Linked DNA regions of Mus musculus: region 1 is linked to region 2. Evidence: chromatin contacts called from public Hi-C data. All regions are on one chromosome and are shown on one strand. Each heading gives the region's core, a stretch centred on a gene start, on an enhancer-like site or on the middle of the called end of the contact. The rest is flanking DNA. Distances are from core to core; before and after follow the strand shown.

Region 1 (2,723 bases), core at 135-2,634, 69 kb after region 2:
GGAACAAGCCATGGGAAGTGCTCTGTGGTGTGGTATCTCCTAGGTGCCATGTCTAGGCTGTATAATCCTATTCAGATCGCCGAAGGTAAGTGGAGCAAAAGGCTCCCTCTGTTTCCCGCTCGTTCTTTCTGGAATTAATCCCCCACCATGACGGCAGGTATAAGGCACCCCTGGGGACAGAGCTCCCCATTCTTTGCACGTCAGCCCAAGGAAGGTGGCAAGGGATGAGCCTCATAGTGCAGTATCTCAACATGAGACTCTGATTGCCTCCTGGCCATGTGTACTGGCTAGTTTTGTGTCAACTTGACACAGCTGGAGTTATCACAGAGAAAGGAGCTTCAGTTGGGGAAATGCCTCTATGAGATAAAACTGTAAGGCATTTTCTCAATTAGTGATCAAGGGGGAAAGGCCCCCTTGTGGGTGGGACCATCTCTGGGCTGGTAGCCTTGGTTCTATAAGAGAGCAGGCTGAGCAAGCCAGGGGAAGCAAGCCAGTAAAGAACATCCCTCCATGGCCTCTGCATCAGCTCCTGCTTCCTGACCTGCTTGAGTTCCAGTCCTGACTTCCTTGGTGATGAACAGCAGCATGGAAGTGTAAGTCGAATAAACCCTTTCCTCCCCAACTTGCTTTTTGGTCATGATGTTTGTGCAGGAATAGAAACCCTGACTAAGACACCATGGCTTCCTCCTGGGCTACTGTGCATATATTTCAGCTCTCCCTGGGCCAGCCTGCTCTTGGAAACCCCACACGTTCTTGTCAGAGCTATTGGTCTATCTGCTCCTTGGTGGTAAAATTTGTGCCAAATGCCATAACAAGGCCAAGTTCAATAGGTCCTGGATCCTAATTAAGACCTTAGTCTCGCTGAAGCTCATGATAGACATAGATTGACTACAACAAATTTTGCCCCTGGCAAGGACTCCAACAATTGTGCCACAGACAAACTACTTCTTTCTTTCAGCCGGCCTCTGCGTTTTAAGTGAAGAACACTGCAGACACTAAACCCAGCAGAACAGTTTCTCATTCCAGGGTGTCAGTGTAACTATAGCTGGGTCAATCTTCTTTGCAGTTCAAAACCAACCTAAGCCTATGGCCTACTCACAGCCTAAGCCACATGACAGTCCTCCCCAGGGCCACAGCCTATGTTCCACTGTTAGTCACTTGATAGTCTCCCCAGGGCCACAGCCTATGGCGTGCTGTTTGTCACATGACAGTCCTCCCCAGGGCCACAGCCTATGGCCTGCTGTTAACCACTGGACAGTCTTTGCCAGAGCCACAATCCTTTCCTTGCAGTGAATTTGGCACCTCTGCACTCTCATGTTACATTCTTCAGTGAAAACTCAAACCCTTCTCTATTTTCTTCAGAGAAAAGACAAACTAGAACAGCCCGAGTCCTCAGCGTTTCTACTCATTGTTGGCATGTCATGGTGATGAGTAAACCTGTTTTCCCCCATGAAGTGTGTGAGAACGTGCTAACAGCAATTATGTAAGAAAGGGGAGGGAAAAAAAAAACCCTATTTCTGGAAACTTGGAAAACAAAGCCCTAGAAGTAAGTTCCAGAAGTGGCAATGTAGGGTCTGGGATGTGCCCATCACAGAGCTGGTTCAAATACTGGTCTACTTCATGTGTCTCAGATGGAACAGTAATGCTGGGGTGGGGGTGCTGCTGAGGTGGGAATGCTGCTGGGATGGGGTGCTGCTGAGGTGGGGGTGCTGCTGAGGTGGGGTGCTGCTGAGGAGGGGGTGCTGCTGAGGAGGGGGTGCTGCTGAGGAGGGGGTGCTGCTGGAGTGGGGGTGCTGCTGAGGAGGGGGTGCTGCTGGAGTGGGGGTGCTGCTGAGGTGGGGGTGCTGCTGAGGAGGGGGTGCTGCTGAAGAGGGGGTGCTGCTGAGGAGGGGGTGCTGCTGGAGTGGGGGTGCTGCTGAGGAGGGGGTGCTGCTGGAGTGGGGGTGCTGCTGAGGAGGGGGTGCTGCTGGAGTGGGGGTGCTGCTGGAGTGGGGGTGCTGCTGGAGTGGGGGTGCTGCTGGGGTGGGGGTGCTGCCGGAATGGAGATGTTGCTGATGTGGGGGTGCTGCTGATGTGGGGGTGCTGCTGAGGAGGGGGTGCTGCTGAGGTGGGGGTGCTGCTGATGTGGGGGTGCTGCTAAGGTGGGGGTGCTGCTGAGGTAGGGGTGCTGCTGAGGTGGGGGTGCTGCTGGGATGAGGGTGCTGCTGGGGTGGGGGTGCTGCTGAGGAGGGTTGCTGCTGGAGTGGGGGTGATGCTGAGGTGGGGGTGCTGCCGGGATGGAGGTGCTGCTGAGGTGGGAATGCTGCTGGGATGGGGTGCTGCTGAGGTAGGGGTGCTGCTGAGGTGGGGGTGCTGCTGAGGTGGGGGTGCTGCTGAGGTGGGGGTGCTGCTGAGGAGGGGGTGCTGCTGAGGTGGGGGTGCTGCTGAGGTGGGGGTGCTGCTGAGGTGGGGGTGCTGCTGAGGAGGGGGTGCTGCTGAGGTGGGGGTGCTGCTGAGGAGGGGGTGCTGCTGAGGTGGGAATGCTGCTGGGATGGGGTGCTGCTGAGTAGGGGGTGCTGATGATGTGGGGGTGCTGCTGAGGAGGGGGTGCTGCTGGAGTGGGGATACTTTAGGGAGGGGGTACTTCTGGGGTGAGTCAGGAGTGCACTTACGCTTGTGAAACGACAGCCAGGATCACCGTGTGCTCAGAGGGGTTCGTGGCCCGGATTGACCTGTAAAAAGAA
Region 2 (2,966 bases), core at 329-2,828:
GTGCCAGAGCAGGCTCTGGGAGAGACACGCGCCAGTATCTCACTACACAGGCTCGCTCACCTCTGCTCTCCCAGAAGCACACTGCACTCGCTCATTACGTAGGAGCCCTTACCTCAGCTGCCAGTGGCTTGTTGATGCTGTTCACGAATTTGTTCACGTGCTCGAAGTGTTTTGTCATCTCTGTAGCCAAAACCATGTCGATAATAGCCTGGCGCAGCGTTCGATAGTGGTTCCTAAATAATAAGAGGACAAAGTTCCCTGCTCACACCATGCCCAAGTCAGAAGTGCCCTGATGCTCTGCCTCCCCACAGCCCAGGACAGAAGGGGTCAGAGTCAAGTGACTGCTAATCCTAGACTCCATCCGCTCAGCCCCCGCCCCCCAGTAAGCCCATGTTGATGCCACTCCACGTTCTCCAGTGACAGCTGACTCTTCTGCACAGCCATGCTAAGAGAAATGAAAGTGCACATCATGTGACAAGCAACTGTTTCGAATGGTAGTTTCCATCCCTTCCTGTGAAAACACTGGAACAAGGAAGTGGAAGGGACAGAAACAAAGTGGCAGTCTGCTGAGGTTTGACTGTGCCCTGTGTAGACCGGTTCCTACTGGAGAGAACTGCCAATCTCTTCCGATGGTGCTGAGGGAGATTTTCCTTTCACATAATCCTGTAACCTGTAAATGTCTGATGTTTGCAGTGGTTGGAACAACAGCTCAAGGTTATCAGAAAACCCCTATCATGTACTAACTCTAAGAGACTGAATGAAGAGCTAAGCAAACCAGCTTGATACGCTAGAACTTAAGTCTGAATTAGAACAACCGCTCTCTGTAACCATAGAGATTTTTCTAGAGCCTAAACTGGTAAGTTCATGTAGACAGTGTCATGAGGCCCAAGCGACCACCAGGCCTTTGCCCAGGACTCTGCTCAGCAGCTTGCTGGTGCGGTATAGGAAATAGCCGTAGCCTGACCACACAGTTGTTAGCAGGTAAGAATTGTTCCACCACGTCACATCACGGTGCTGTTTGCAGATGTTCTGAGAGCATCTCTCTCTGTGAGAAGGAAACCTGTCTCATTCCCAGCATCCTCACTGGGACCTCCTCATGGGGATGGATGCTTAGCCCAAACTCAGCTGGAAATGCAGGATTATACATTGTCTTTGAGCCACAGGGAGGAAGATAAAAATATTTGATAGACTTGTTAGTGAGGCCATCAACATTTAGGCAGTGCTTTTCAGTGCATAACAAACATTTATTTTTATGGACTTACTGAAGGCTAAATGAGATTTTTTTTAGAGCAGGAAAGGCAGTCTGAAAAGTTCAGATGGGCAAAGCTGGTTTATAACCTGATACAGTGAAGAGCCACTGTTTCATTCCCATCTATCCAGAGAAACCAGAGAAAACTCAGCTTCATTTTTAGCTTCACAGACCTAGCCCCGGGAGCCCAATCACGCCAAACCTGTCAATATTCTTGAAAATGTTGCACTTGGTGTCCTTGACTGTGAGCTGGAAGGCCAGGGCTGTGTGGTGACTCTCCAAGACTGCAGTGTCATTGTAGAGCACAGCGAGCTCGCTGCCGGCGTTGCACAGGAAAGAGTTGGTCCTTCCGGGGTGATCCACGTCGTGGACTGTGGCAGCAATCAGAGCAGCCACCTCATCCAGCTGGTCCAGGCTTCCCTGGGGGAGGGGGAGGATACAGAACATTATTCACAGGCTTCTAGACACCAGCATCCATCTCTGTCTCTTGGAGAGAGAAGGGCTTGGGGCTGGAACCTTTGGAATTTCCTTTCGGTTTCCTCCTAGTCTTAGCAGAAAGGTAGCCTTGGGCACACGGTGGCACTGTCCTGTGCTGTGTATTCTCTTGAGAACACAGAAGCTACAACACCTGAACTGTCTATAGTCTGTTTGCTGGTTCTTTGACAAAGAAGCCAAGCAGGTCTTTTGAATTGATGCTGTGACGCTCTGCCATGATGCATGGAAAGTAGCCGGCATCACAGATATTCCTTACACATCAGCTTCTGCAGGCATATTGGAGGGCCAGTTGTAAATAGCACAGCTAGCTCACAGGATGAATGGGACAGTAACTGGAGCTTGGCAGTGAGGCAGAGGCAAGATGGAAAGCTTATCAAGAAATGCAGGGGCTGGGCTCACAGGCAGCAAAGGCTTAGAGAAACTCACCAGACCTTCACTATGCTAATGCTGAGCTCAAATGACAGCAAGTATTCTTCTTAGCCAGTAAGTTAGTAGAAAGCTGGCAGATGGGGTGTTATGTAAGACACTGTATTATGAATTCATTCCATGTCAGATGCCTAAAGGCGTCAGGTACTGTGCACAGCACCAGAGATGAAGCAGTGATAGATACTAATGGGTGAGATTAGATAAAAAGAGTCCCAACTTCCCGAGAGTGTAACCATGGGGCTGGGCAGAGCAGGGCAGCACTGATCGCTGACCATCATGTGGTGATGGGAGTGCACTGCCTCTGTGGAATGCAGACAAAGCCTATTATATACAGCTCCTGAACGCTTGCCTATGGCCAGTGCGATGGAGGACCTCCTCAGCTTTATTCAGTAGCTGTGTATGGTTAACGACTACTGTGATGGTTGGTATATGCTTGTCCTAGGGAGTGGCACTATTGGGAATTGTGTCCTTGTTAGAGTAGGTGTGTCTCTGTTAGAATGGGTATGTCACTGTGGGTGTGGGCTTTGTCCTAGCAAGTCAGTCTTCTACTAGTAGCCTTCAGATGAAGAGGTAGAACTCTCAGCTCCTCCTGCACCATGCTTGCCTGGATGCTACCATGTTCCTGCCTTGATGATAATGGGCTGATCCCCTGAACCTGTAAACCAGCCCCAATTAAATGTTGTCTTAAAAGACTTGTAAGACTTGCCTTGGTCATGGTGTCTGTTCACAGTAGTAAAACCCTAAGACAACTACCAAACTGGCCAACAAAGGTCTACAGAATTGCCAATGACAGCTT

What was found. A called contact is a pair of places that touch in the nucleus more often than the background predicts.
Region 1: a Hi-C map of cortical neurons shows a contact between it and region 2, with 2.3 times the contacts expected there. The contact joins two enhancer-like sites. A contact is called at or near these places in 5 of 484 Hi-C or Micro-C datasets (cerebral cortex, cortical neurons, cranial neural crest and 2 more) and 3 of 9 other capture datasets (adipose tissue, liver and pancreatic islet).

What each region holds. Positions count from the first base shown.
Region 1 is chr13:95,102,002-95,104,724 of GRCm38.p6, forward strand. Pde8b (phosphodiesterase 8B) reads right to left here. Exons shown (of 22, transcript NM_001374003.1): 4 at 2,652-2,711. Among named protein-coding and RNA genes, the nearest start is that of Gm41025, 53 kb to the left of the region's middle. Within about 2 kb of position 1,385, at least 42 of the 459 cell types and tissues checked have an H3K27ac peak or open chromatin away from gene starts, as enhancers often do. A contact at or near this core is called in cortical neurons, where this site is marked.
Region 2 is chr13:95,032,718-95,035,683 of GRCm38.p6, forward strand. Pde8b (phosphodiesterase 8B) reads right to left here. Exons shown (of 22, transcript NM_001374003.1): 18 at 1,452-1,669; 19 at 113-233. Among named protein-coding and RNA genes, the nearest start is that of Gm41025, 16 kb to the right of the region's middle. Within about 2 kb of position 1,579, at least 65 of the 459 cell types and tissues checked have an H3K27ac peak or open chromatin away from gene starts, as enhancers often do. A contact at or near this core is called in cortical neurons, where this site is marked.